Regions from separate parts of the Sorghum bicolor genome. Here region 1 is linked to region 2. The links are chromatin contacts, called in public HiCAR-type maps. All regions are on one chromosome and are shown on one strand. Each heading gives the region's core, a stretch centred on a gene start, on an enhancer-like site or on the middle of the called end of the contact. The rest is flanking DNA. Distances are from core to core; before and after follow the strand shown. Region 1 holds the start of LOC8067142 (probable apyrase 3). Region 2 holds the start of LOC8071455 (trigger factor-like protein TIG, Chloroplastic).

Evidence for each region. HiCAR-type assays count read pairs that join an accessible place to other places.
Region 1: a contact with region 2 is called in a HiCAR-type map of leaf, with 6 times the contacts expected there. The contact joins the promoter of LOC8067142 here to the promoter of LOC8071455 in region 2. A contact is called at or near these places in 1 of 4 Hi-C or Micro-C datasets (leaf) and 1 of 1 datasets of contacts at active chromatin or transcription factors (leaf).

The regions. Positions count from the first base shown.
Region 1 is chr8:1,921,873-1,928,080 of Sorghum_bicolor_NCBIv3, forward strand. It overlaps LOC8067142 (probable apyrase 3), which reads right to left and starts at 2,546. Exons shown (of 9, transcript XM_021446321.1): 1 at 2,166-2,546; 2 at 1,587-1,715; 3 at 1,362-1,418; 4 at 1,178-1,270; 5 at 839-1,044; 6 at 487-578; 7 at 159-373; 8 at 1-80. The coding sequence starts at 2,444.
Region 2 is chr8:1,882,709-1,889,147 of Sorghum_bicolor_NCBIv3, forward strand. LOC8071455 (trigger factor-like protein TIG, Chloroplastic) reads right to left here and starts at 2,832. Exons shown (of 13, transcript XM_002442686.2): 1 at 2,487-2,832; 2 at 2,178-2,261; 3 at 1,502-1,630; 4 at 966-1,054; 5 at 635-818. The coding sequence starts at 2,741.

The DNA of each region.
Region 1 (6,208 bases), core at 1,296-3,795, 39 kb after region 2:
AAACAAACTTTCTCTGCAGCAGCTTTGAATGCCGATGGGGTGGACTTCACGCTGGGTGCCTCACTGTCAATGAAGCCAACCTGCCAATTAAGTGATTCATGTGAATCATTAGGTCTGTATATACATGATCAGGAGTTGCTAAGTTATATTATATATACCTGTGAAGCCTTGTCAAAGAAGAAGGATGCAACGTAGAGATTGTCCTGGCCAGCTCCACCGCCTCCATTCCAGACGCCATTAAAGGTGCAGTTCTTTGCATTACATGGTGCACTCTGGTTTAGTGCCTTTATTATCTCTTCTCTGCACTTGTCATACACTGCGCCTTCAGGTGACGCCGTTGCATCATAGTCCTTCCCATTGTAGCTGTATGTACCTTAATGAATGATATGATAGCAATTCAGGACTAAGCATTTGTGTGCTAGTTACTGGAAATACGACGAATTGATAAGCAAGAAGGAGGTTGATTATGCATGTATGCCAGCATACCACTGAACCCACGCAATACGCAGTGGCTAAATGGCCCATTCTTTGCCTTCAGAATCTCTACTCGAACAGCAGACAGGCCATAGTACAAGTAGCTGCAGAGGTAAACAAGGAAGGTTACTTGCATTAGTCACAAACTAGAACATTAGTTCATGATTTGATATAGAAAACATTCATCATGGTTTAATAATTCTTTTACTGAATCATCATGGTTCAATGATTATTACTGTAATGTAAAAAAACTGCAAACACTAAACGATGTAGTAAGTACCATCATAGTTTACTCTTTCCAACATAATGTAAAAGTCAATGACAGGCTAAGTAAGTTAAAGTTTAAACATAATGTTTGCTAAACCTGTGAACATAGAGGTTATAATATTTTCCCTTCAGGTACTCCTTTGTAATGTATGGATCCTTCCCATCAGGTACAGCTGGGGCATTTGCAGCAGCATTCCCAGAAACGGCATATGCCATTTGCACTGATCCACCTCCCAAATCTATCACTCCAACCGTCTTCGAGTAGTCCCCTCCCAACTTACCTAACAGATAATTCAGAGCAACCTACAACACAAGTAGGTGCCACATACATCACAGTTTACTAACTGAGAACACAAGATGTATTGCACATGTTTTTTGGCAAAAAATAATAAATAAATAAATTATGTAACACAGAAGTTAGGAATAATTTACATACCCATAGGTAAGATCCTTCTTGCGTTCCCTCGAGAACAGTGATCCATTTGGGGTTGTACTGAAATTTGCTCTTGGTGTGGACAAGATCTCTAACCTGCATTGAGAAACAAACAAACAATTAAGAAAGAAAACTTTGTATCTAGAATACAACAAGGCATGATTTGGTTAGTAAGATGGTATGCTACCGCTTCAAGAATCTCCTCTGCCTTCTCATCTCCGATTAATCTTAGACCAGCTGTTGCCTGCAATTTGATAGAAACACAGGATATGTGTAAGATGATATTAAGCTTTATCCACTAATCACTAGTACTTGAGATGCATTGAAACGTGAACATACAGCTACAGATGTATATGGGAGGGGGTCTTTCATCATTAGATGATGAACTTAGATGAAGAAAACAATTTATTACCCCAAGTTTGAGCGGAGTATCTTTCTGAAGCCGGAGAGGGACAATCTCCTTAGCCTGCTCAAGAAGGGGCAGTATAGAGTTTGCGGCCTCTTGAGGTTTCCCCGCAAATGAGCTCAGCCCGGGCTTTATCTGATCATCAACAAGTCACAAACATGCATACATAATAATTCATCAACAATCCACTCAGTAACTTTGCTTTGCATATAAAGAGGAGGGCAGATGAAAAAAATGATTTGTTAATTTCAAATTTATTTTCCGGCTTTTCTTCTTCTTCTTTTGTTATTGCTAAAGTGTACACTAGCATCCAAATTTGTGGACCCCAACAGGTCACATGCTGTGTGAGCCCCTTGCATTGTATATCCGTGTGCAGGATAAGGTCCAACACCAAATTAAACCGGCCAGTTACAAGCTTTTACTGTGATGGTGTTGGCTCGTTTTCGGGATGCCACATACGGTCATCGTGCACTGTACGTTCGTGTTCTTCCGATGATGCGTTATTGTCACTGGTTGATCAGTCTATATATTTCCTTTCTGAGATGAATTGCCGATAGATGTAACTATCTAGCTAACTGATGGTACCTTGGTGAAGAACTCGATGTCGTCGCCGATCGGGACGAGGTCGAGCTTCTTGTCGAATTTGAAGACGTGAACACGGCTGCCCGTGCTCCCGGCGTCGAAGATGACGGCGTACCTCCCCCTCGAGGCCGCCTCCTCCACTGCCGGCGACTGCTCGTCGGCGGCGGCGGCGATGCTGCCGGCCTTTCGCCCAAGATCGACGCTGCTGCTTCCACCAGCGGAGGCGAGGTGGAAGACGAGAAGAATTGCAGCAACGCCAACGCTACCGGCGAGGCAAGCCATTGCCGCTGCTGCAATATGCCCGGCCGGGCAGCAGGTGGTCGGTCACTTCACTCGTACGTGTCTGGTGGATCGACACTGGACTGGACTCTGAGCTCTCAGTTCAGTGTAGCTTTATTCTTGATGGGGAGGAGCTTTGCAGGCTAGTACCCCAAGTATCATATAAATACAATATGTTCATGCGCACTCTTTTCTCAAGAACTACAACCAACTGTGACACAAATTTCACAATTGATGAGGTGCTAATCGAATAACTAGCTATATAGTGCTGCCGGTGCCAGTGGAGTCTTCAGACTTTTGGCCGGAGAGCTGGCGGTACGGTTGTTTGTCCAATTCGAGCACGAGCACACATATATTACATATTCTTTATTCGAACAATATACGTGCGCATATATAAACCACAAGTCTTGTCCGTTGAAGATCGCACTATATACTTTCAAAAAGAGGTTCACATTATATAAGTTCCACTGAACATATATGTAAACTTGTGCCCGGGCTTTCATCCAACGGCGTTTCGTGCGCGCGCCTCCGAACTCCAAACATGTACAACAATACGAATACGACTAGCAGCAAGCATAACGTATAAGCATCTGTATTTGTGTAAGGAAAAAAAAGAGAAGAAACTCATCTTTTTTAGAAAAGAAGGAATTTATCTCGAATCCTGGATCAAGCCACCATTAAAGTACTCCATCTGTCCCAAAAAAAAACACAATTCTAGCAATTAATATAAACACCACGCATGTACAGGTTCATTGCTAAAATTGCGTTTATTTATGGGACGGAGGAAGTACACGTGAAGCGGCCCACACAGCAAGTCCACCAAAAGACCACGAAAACTAGAGATGAAAACGGATCGGATACGGACGGATATCATATTTGTTTTCATATTTCTGGTCGAATTCGGATTCGAATACGGATAATATCAATCATGTCGGATAAGATACGATTGGATGTCGACATCATAAATATACGATTTAAGTATTCGGATACGGATACGGTATCGGATGTTGAATATTCGGACTCGGATACAGATAGATCTGAACCCCTCTAAACGAATTCGGTATCGAATACGGTCTTAAAATATCCGTACCGTTTTCATCCCTAACGAAAACGCCTTGGTGGCCTTGTCACCTAGTGCCTCCATGTGTATAAATGTCCATATAGCCTTGAGTATGGCGGCCCGGAGGTCCGTAATTTTGGCTCAGCCTAAGCATAGCTCAGCCCGGTGGTATGTGGGCCTGGGTTGGCACGGTCTAGGTAGTAGCCTCGTGCCTAGACTGCTAGGCCCGTGGGGTGGCACGACACAGACCGGCAGTGGCTTCACCTTGCCCCCACGGCCTGCTAAAAGCCTAACACGAAATCTACCCATGATATCGAGTAGTATATGAAAGCTTCGGAATATAATGAAAACGTGGCTAGTAAATTATCTCTTTGTGTCAATTAAAAAAACTAGGTGGCCAGTTTAAAAAAAGAGGCCAAAGTGAATCACAATTCCTTATACAAGTCATCGAAAACTTGATCCGTCCGATATGAATTTTAATTGTTTTTTTGGAAGTCTGTGGACGTAAGTGTCAACAAAAAAATGCATGTTATACGCACGAGTATCTATAACTCTTATAAAACAAAAACTACTAGTTGTTTTTATTGATATGCAAGACGTCCACTTCAGCAGTCCACTGTCATTTACCATTAGCAATTTCGGTATCTACCTCAACGGTCCACTATGATTTGTCACTTATAATTTCTATTGACATGCAAGGTGTAGTCCACTATCATTTGTAATTAAAGTTCACTAGCACAAGATTTGTAATATCCACGTCTGCGATACACATCATCCACTATGGATACAATCTCTATGATTATACTAATAAATCTATATACATATATTATATCATGATTTTGCATTACCAACACTATATGCATATAGATTCCTCTTTCATACCCGCGGCAACGTACGGCCTCTAGTTTATCTAATAGATATACAATTTTTCTCTAGTAGACCTCCTCAAAAATTTTGCACAAATCTCAAAGAAGCTTAAAAAGTGGTTAAATCCTTCCTTGATTAATTTCCCACTGGTTCTCTTTGGGTCTGGGCCTGCTAGAGCCCATCTTGAGCCTGACTCTTGACTCTTGCCCCGCCAGTCTTTGTTTTCTGATCCGATTTTACCGGCAGTGAACAGATACGAGAGTCCATGCCGTTTTTTGTTGTGTGCCAAGCAGACGAAGACTAGTGGCCAGTCGGGATCCGTGATAGCAGCGGCACCACGAGTGTGAATAAGACTGACTCCAACATTAGAACCCAAAAGACCTATTATATAATTTAGGTTATGTGCAGTAAATGGATCAAACCCTAAAATTCATCCTTGTCCAACAGAGGCCTAACACCCAAACCAGCTCTAGGCATTTGTCAAAAAAGAGAAGAAACACGCATGCCTCCATGCCGCACCTCTCGGCCGAGTGCCACGCCACGCCGCATGCCTCCAGGTGAGTGCCGCCGTGAGGTTCTCGGAGAGGCAGAGGAGCGCCTGCAGGTCAGCATCTGCTGCGTCGGCTGTGGTGACCATGGCGACGCCCTTGACATAGCTGCTGTTGGAGTCGGAGAGCGTGACGGCGGTGAGCTCGCTATCCATTGACTGGGCACGACGCGCGGCAGGCATGCCGGAGACGGTGGTGAAGGCGCCGCGATGAGCTAGCAAGCAAGGAAGAAGGGGTCGTGAGATTTGCGTCGTGGGAGAGAGAGGACGCATATTTGCGTTCTGGCTCCTCTCCTACGCAAAATGCGTGTTTCCTTTGCCTATCCGGTTGGAGCCCGATTTTGCGACTCAAAACACTATAGACTACCTATTATGCATTTGGGTCACGCTTTGTCTTCTTTGTTGGAGATAGCCTAAGGGCTGGTTTGTTGCCTTGCACTTGCCCTGATGCTGGCTATATGGGAAGAACAAGGTTACTTTTGTGTCCTGGGTGCTCTGCATCTTATGTTGCAGTTGTAGCCTACATAATTTCTGCCTTCCTGAGAGAGAGCCAAACCTTCATTCCAAGGGGAAAAACCTAAGAAACTCCATTCGGACTTTCATTGATGAGGACATCACCATGCTAGACATGTCTACACTATCGTCTTTTCCAAGTTGCAACTCATCTCCAACTCAGCTGTCACGTCACCCTCGAATTCAGCAGACACGTCGTTAATGTTTCGATCATAACTTCTTCATACGACATCGAAATAGGGAGATCTTGGACTCATTGGAAAGGGGACGACGATGTCATCGTTTTGGATCTTGTCCCAGCTCCAGATGACACGTGGATTAATCTGTGTGACTACGATAAGTTGATGCGTCATCTATTTTAAGCCAACTTGGCTATGTAATGAGTCAGACCTTAAGCCCAAGTTGTGGGCACCATCCCTGGTCGCCTTCCAATCCTAGGACGCCTCTCTTTTATATTCCACGCAGCCGCAAGCTGTCGAGACTTGGGTTTTGTTTAGAGTTTAGTTTTCCATCGAGAAACTGAATCGTTCATTGTAACTGTGGTGACAAATCCTTTTACAATGATCCAGTGCTCCCGTTCTTAATCTCCTCCACTGCGTCGATTAGTCCTTTGAAACCGAGTTCTTGAACCCTCTATTGATATTCGTGTCATTCATATTTGCAATTTCAGATTGCATGTTTAAACCTTCTTGCTTGTGTTCTTCGATTCGCTTGCAGGAAAAGCCTTCTTGGCGAGGTCAATCAAGTTGTGCTTGGTTGATAACCAACGGATCAGTGGTG
Region 2 (6,439 bases), core at 1,582-4,081:
CCAAGAAAATGAATGCGGTTAGATAACGCAATATCTGTTTATTGTTGAAGCTAGTAGCTTTTCAAAAATAAAAGCTTGTTGATTACAAGGAAACATTTGAAGGGGAAAGGGAACAAAGAACTCTAGACTCCAGTTGCATCTTGCACAGATAAACGTTACAACCATTTATTGAGCAAATGGATTTATGCCATAAAATGAGTACTGGCGCCAATATCAGATTAGGCCTGTACTGTAACAAAGCAAATTTGACTGTCGATAATTCAATGGAAAATTGCCAGCAAGGATCAGTATCTGTTTCTCAGAGGCAGAACAACCAGGGCTATCAACTTATCACTTCAGCTGAGAGCTAGCCGGTCACAGGTCCTACCAGTCTTGAACAGTATTGCCTATACTGGTTGGTACTATGAGTATTTAAGGTCAATTCGACAGAGTAGAGACAAAATAAGAAATAAGGGATATAAACGTACGAGAGGAACACAAAGAATATTGGAATAATGCAATAGTTGCTGAAAGTGCCTAGTTTCAAGTAAAATGAGTGGGCCCATGATTTGCTTCAAAACAGACATGCCTCATTACAAGAATAACTAACTGAGTGTCATTAGTTTGTTACAAACTAGAGTACCTATAGAATTACCTGGAGGCCTCTGTCAGCCACAACTCTAAGTAAGCCCAGAGCTTTATGACGTCGCTGAAGCTCTTTTTCTGCTGCCTTTTCTGCATCAACAGCTTCATCTATTTCAACGACAACTTTGAGGTTCTTATATTTGTCTTCGGATAACCATCGGACTTCAGGGACAACATCCACAGCAACATCATACCTGACCAAAATTTGACATTAACAAAGTATATGACCTCAAGATCACATGATCGATAGTGTATTAGCGTTGAACCTGTTCGTTGAGAACTGTCAATTTTCTTTAAAAAAAATGAAATGAGTAGGTCATATATATGGCAGAACTGTCTACCTAAACACATTGTCGAGTGAGAAAGAATTTCTCATATCATCAAACTGAGTAAGAATGCGAACAGAATCTTCTAATGCCCTCTCCTCTACCTTACACCCAAAAAAAGGAAGGCATTAGCTGGATAGATGTACGTAGTAGTAAGTGCATGTCATACAATATATGCCAATATGGAGGAAGGAAAAGTCATGGTTCAACAAGATATTCAGAGTTTCAGACTGCTGAAGTGATTTTGGAGATATATGGAGTACAGAAAGGTGCACATTGAATTTCTACATAAATGCTAGTAGATAGTGTTGCCTGCAGATCACCTTGCCAGTTGTCTGTTCAGTAGGGATGATGAAATGCTAGTAGATAATGCTGTCTGTTCAGTAATAATTGACAGATTCACCACAAAATCTTCACCATCACTCGAATGAGTATAATAAAAATATAGATTACCAAAACTAGATTTTGGTTTCCATGAGCACTTTGAAACCAACAGCTTATGATCATAGACATCAGAGATGCTTCCCCAAATAGGACTAAGAGTTCATTACCGAGGACAATGCTTGAGGAAGTGTATGTTTCAAGACAGCTTCAATTGTGGCATCCTGTACATGTTGCGGTCCTACATAGTTTATAAGAATGTTTTCTGGAATGATCTTCCCAGGCCGAAATCCAGGAACCTGTCAAGAAGAAACAGCATGGACATCAGAACAGACTGTATAATATACAGCATCACATGGTAAGTGACAACTGACAGACAGCATCCTACTCTGAAGAAACATCTGCACCAGTTTGGAATTCTGGTCTCTTTGAATGATGTCTAGTGTACTGTAGCTATGATAAATTGACGAATTTTGCACAAGTGGACAAATCCTGGAACTTGCAAGCAGCAGGGCTGACTGTTTGCAGTTTCAAAGCGCTTTATTTTACACAAAAAGGATGAGGCACAATTTTAATGAGAATGTTGAGCGTACACTTGGCCACACATCCAGAAAACTATCAGTGTGCTAAGCACTGCGTAGAGCATGACCCCATTCATAAGTACATGATCACAGAAGCATGTACCGATTAAATTTGAAGTAGTAAAGCTTAATGTCTTGCTGTGCCACGAAACATTTGTAACATAATCAACCTCCTGGAGGAACCAACCAATGTGTTTATAATTTCTTATGGGTGTACCCCCACTACTCATATCATACGTGTTTGCAGTTTGCACAGAAATGATACCTTAAAACGTTTCGCGTACTCCTGTAGCGTGGTTTGGTAACAGTCGTGAATGATGGAAGTAGGCACCTCCACGCTGAACTTAACCTGCCAAGAACGACACACGCACAGCCAGGTGGCCGTAAAAATCAAGCACGAAACTTTACCCACTGTTACTCACACTACCCATCACAGCAGCCTCCGTGGCGGCAAACTGCAAGATATGCAAACCATGGAAGCTCGAACAGTACGCGCCCTGCTTCATTGTTCATTCACCGAGCCGCAATCGCAACGTGGCGAGGCAAGGAAGGGGAAGGCGGGCGGGGGACTCACACTGGATCCAGGCTGCCGCGTCTCGGTGACACGAAGCGAGTCTCCGCCCCCGGCAGCGGCTTGGCGGAGCTCCACGACGGCCGAGGTGACGGGGAGCCGCCGCAGCAGCCTTTGCCGTCGTGAGGTGGAGGCGAGCGAGGGACTGTTGTTCCACGAGACGGAGACGGAGACGGAGGCCGCGCGGGGAGAGGAGAAATGCCCGTGTGGACGCGCGGCGGCCGAGGCAACTGCGGCGGCGACGGTGGACAGCTCCATGGTTTGGTCGCCGCTGCGCGGAGAGGAGGGGACAGGGGAGTGAACTAAAGCGGGCGCCCGGGATCAGCGCGGTTTGTGTGGCCGGCGCGACGTGTGTGGCGGATAAGACAAGAGATTTTGTCCTCTCGCGCCATCTCTGCCAATTTGAGAGCATTATTAACACTAGTATATTGCCCTACGACAACATTCAGATACCTACAAATTAGAACTCAAATATATACAAATGCAACCAAATTACATTGTAGAAAAGAAAGCAATATAACTGTTTCTCGTCAAAAATATTATCCATGCCTTAAGTTGGGTCAAATTAACTGCAGTACAAGAATGGTGGAACCCTATTCCTTCTCTAATGCCAACCGAGAATAGGCAGGTTGAGAAAGTTCAGTGCAAGATGGTTAGGAACAATCCTTCATTCACTGAAAACTGTTTTTTGTGTGCAAAAAGCAATAAGCTTGCCACTCCTAAAAACTGTTTTTTGTTTTGCAAAAGGCAATAAGCTTGCCACTCTCTGCGTATCCAAGCATGACCTTTCCCCCCAAGCCATCACCTGATAGTCACAAGTGTAATGTTTTCTAGTGAAATAGAAATGATACTGACCTAGTGAGCTCTCTGGAATCTAAAACTGCACTCAATTTGCAAGATAGATCATATGAGGTTGCGCATATCTGCAGAGGCAAGTTCACATGCAAAAATAACAATTGATTAAATAAAAAAATGTGTTCGTTAGCATACCTTGATTATAAAAGTGAAGTGGATCTTCAACTTTCTGCAAACAAACAGCAAAAACCTTCGTATTCATTGGCCTAAATAACAGAAATCTTCACATGCAAAAATAACAATTGATTAAATAAGAAAATGTGTTCGTTAGCATATCTTGATTATAAAAGTGAAGTGGATCTTCAACTTTCTGCAAACAAACAGCAAAAACCTTCGTATTCATTGGCCTAACTAACAGAAATCTTGATGCAAGTGTTAACATCCTCACCACATATAGAACATCAATGCTGACAGAACTTGGTGCAACACCCTCCATTCCCACAAGCAAAACGTTGTCTGAACCTTCCCCAATTGTCTTGTTGTTGACAATCTCCTATCTATTGGAGCACTGAAGGTACACAATTTTCCTTCTTACCTGTGCTGTCTCTGCTGACGATGCATATATGATATCATGGTAATTGCTTGATTTTGGTCAGCTGGCAAAACAATAAAAGGAATTAAAAAGAACATGCAGTCACTTCACATCGATCAAGAGCATTGACATTTACACATCATGGGCCATTCAAATATCATTCTTGTTTCACCGGATGATAAAGTATGCCCCCACCCCCACCCCACCTCCAAATCAAAGACAAATTTCCATACATTTTTTCAGTCATCTCTACCCCTGAAAACATAAATTATTCTTGGCCTAAATTTTTAAAAACCATAAATCTTGGCACCTAGAAAAATATAATTTGGTGATGTAGCATTCAATGATTTTGATAGCAAATGGCTAGGCACTACATCTGTCAGAGGCAGAAAAGGAGCTCCTAAAGTGACGTCAAACAAAGAACAGAGGATGAGAAAGCTCTACTGCTCTCCATGTTAGCAATGACTTAATAATTGAATATTGTAAGGGGATCTAAATTTACCTTGCATTGTCCATAGTGCTATGTTGAAGTCCTAGCTCTTTTACTGTTACCATCTTGCACATAGAGAAGAGAAAGGACTACTCACAACCATGTCCTAGTAATTTGTGAACACAGTAAACCCTATAAACAAAGTCTGTGCAGAGCTTCCTCCACATGAGCTTTATCAGAATTTGTGAATACCTGCAGTAACCAAATGTAGGTTGACACAAATGCTCTCTGTGACCATTTTGCCAAATATATCATTTCAGAATAGAGCAAGAAAACAGAAAAAATTGGTTGCTTTCGTACTATTTTTCTCTGTGGAATTGAAAGTTGGAGGGTCCTCAAAAAAGGGTCCAGTCTTAGATTTAAATGGCAAGGTATCATGAGTTTCTTTCTGGAGCTTAAATTGACACGAATCAAAGAATTCTATTGTTACCAGGTACCTTGGTGCAAATGCATTGCTTGACCATGAGTGTGCCAATTCAACTCTGCCATTTTGTCGAACATCTTCAGGGCTTTAAAGAGGACACTTTGCAACATCATTAGGGAGTACAAAAAAATCCATTGCAGGAGAACACAAAGCCCATTGTATTAGGAACCTGTATTGGATTATGAATCAGAAGGGGTTTAGGAAAGGAAGAGAGAAGAACCTGCAAGTGGTAGAGTACAAACATCCAGTGAGGTCGTGAGGGGCCATGCAGCACGAGGAGGGCCGGTGATCGAGCATGGCTCCATGCAACATGGCGAGGACTGCTTCCACGTGGCCTAGTTCATGGCTTCGAGCACGATTCCGAGAAGCATGGTGAGGGCCGCCGCCGTGCGTCTTGGAGCGAGGCGTCGAGGGCAGCGAGTCCTGCTGCCCTGGGCCTGGGAGGTTTTTTTCTTTCTATACGGTGATTTTTTTCTAGCGAGTCTCAGGAATCGAACCTGCGGCGTGCGGGGGATGACTCATGAGGGGAGGGAGCGGGTGTGAAGGGGGTGAGAAGCCTCGCATCAAACTTTGGTTCTAGGCCTTTGGATCTGACATAGTTGTTTTGTGAGCCCTTAATTTTAATGGAGATAAATTTTTGTGTGTAATTTTCTGGGTACACAATGGTTAGACTACTCAGCGAGGGACATTTTCCTTGGTAGATCTAAAATTATTTGAAGTGGTCAATTATAGTATAGATAATACACGTAGGTTGTTGTTGCTTTGTGCAACATCATTCAGATGTTTTTTTTACATTTTACATCTAACTTTGGAAAAAAATCATGTATTCATTTTCATCCAACATAATCCTTGAGAGCCTGTTCACTGGTCTGAAAACATATGTTTAGTGACTAATGGCAATAAGCCTATGTTTTTTATGTTGTTTCACAGTACACATCGTGTTTGCTTCAGCCTAGTAGGGAGCCAAGAACCTCACCATTTCAAAGCAGTGGGATACATGATATAGCAATTTTCACTCTATCTTCACTTTGAACTCTCACCATTTCAAAAATTTCTCAACCTTTTGGATTCAAGTGTTCAACCTTGAGGGTCATCACCTTCATCACATATATGTTTAGTTATTAAAGTTGAAAAACATCACAAAGTTATGGATTCCCCCCCCCCCCCCCAAATTCAGTCTAGGGACACTGTTTATACATGCATGCTCACTAATCTGTAGTGTTTATTACATATATATACGATTGAGTGTATATTATACAGTCTGTTCTACTTGGTAACTGAAGTTTTTGAAGATGGGCAAAACGTGTTGGATATATGATTGAGTGTATATTACATATATACGGTGGTGCATAGGTATAGATTACATCCGGTTTTTGCCATGATAGAGTAACTTGCAGTTTCTTTGCCCTACTTGGTAACTGAAGGATAATGGGATTGAGCATCAAAAATACACACTGAAGCATCAGTCCACAGTGGAAGGAAAAGTACTTCATCAAAGTTAGAAAAATCATCTGAATCTTCTTGGTATCATCCAGAGATAGCAACCTCTGCAGGTTACAATCAATTATTTAGAAAATATTAATGTCATTATTGGAGTCTTGCATCGAAAAAAATACAGGCAAGGTAGCCAATGATCTGGGTGAATTACCTTCAAA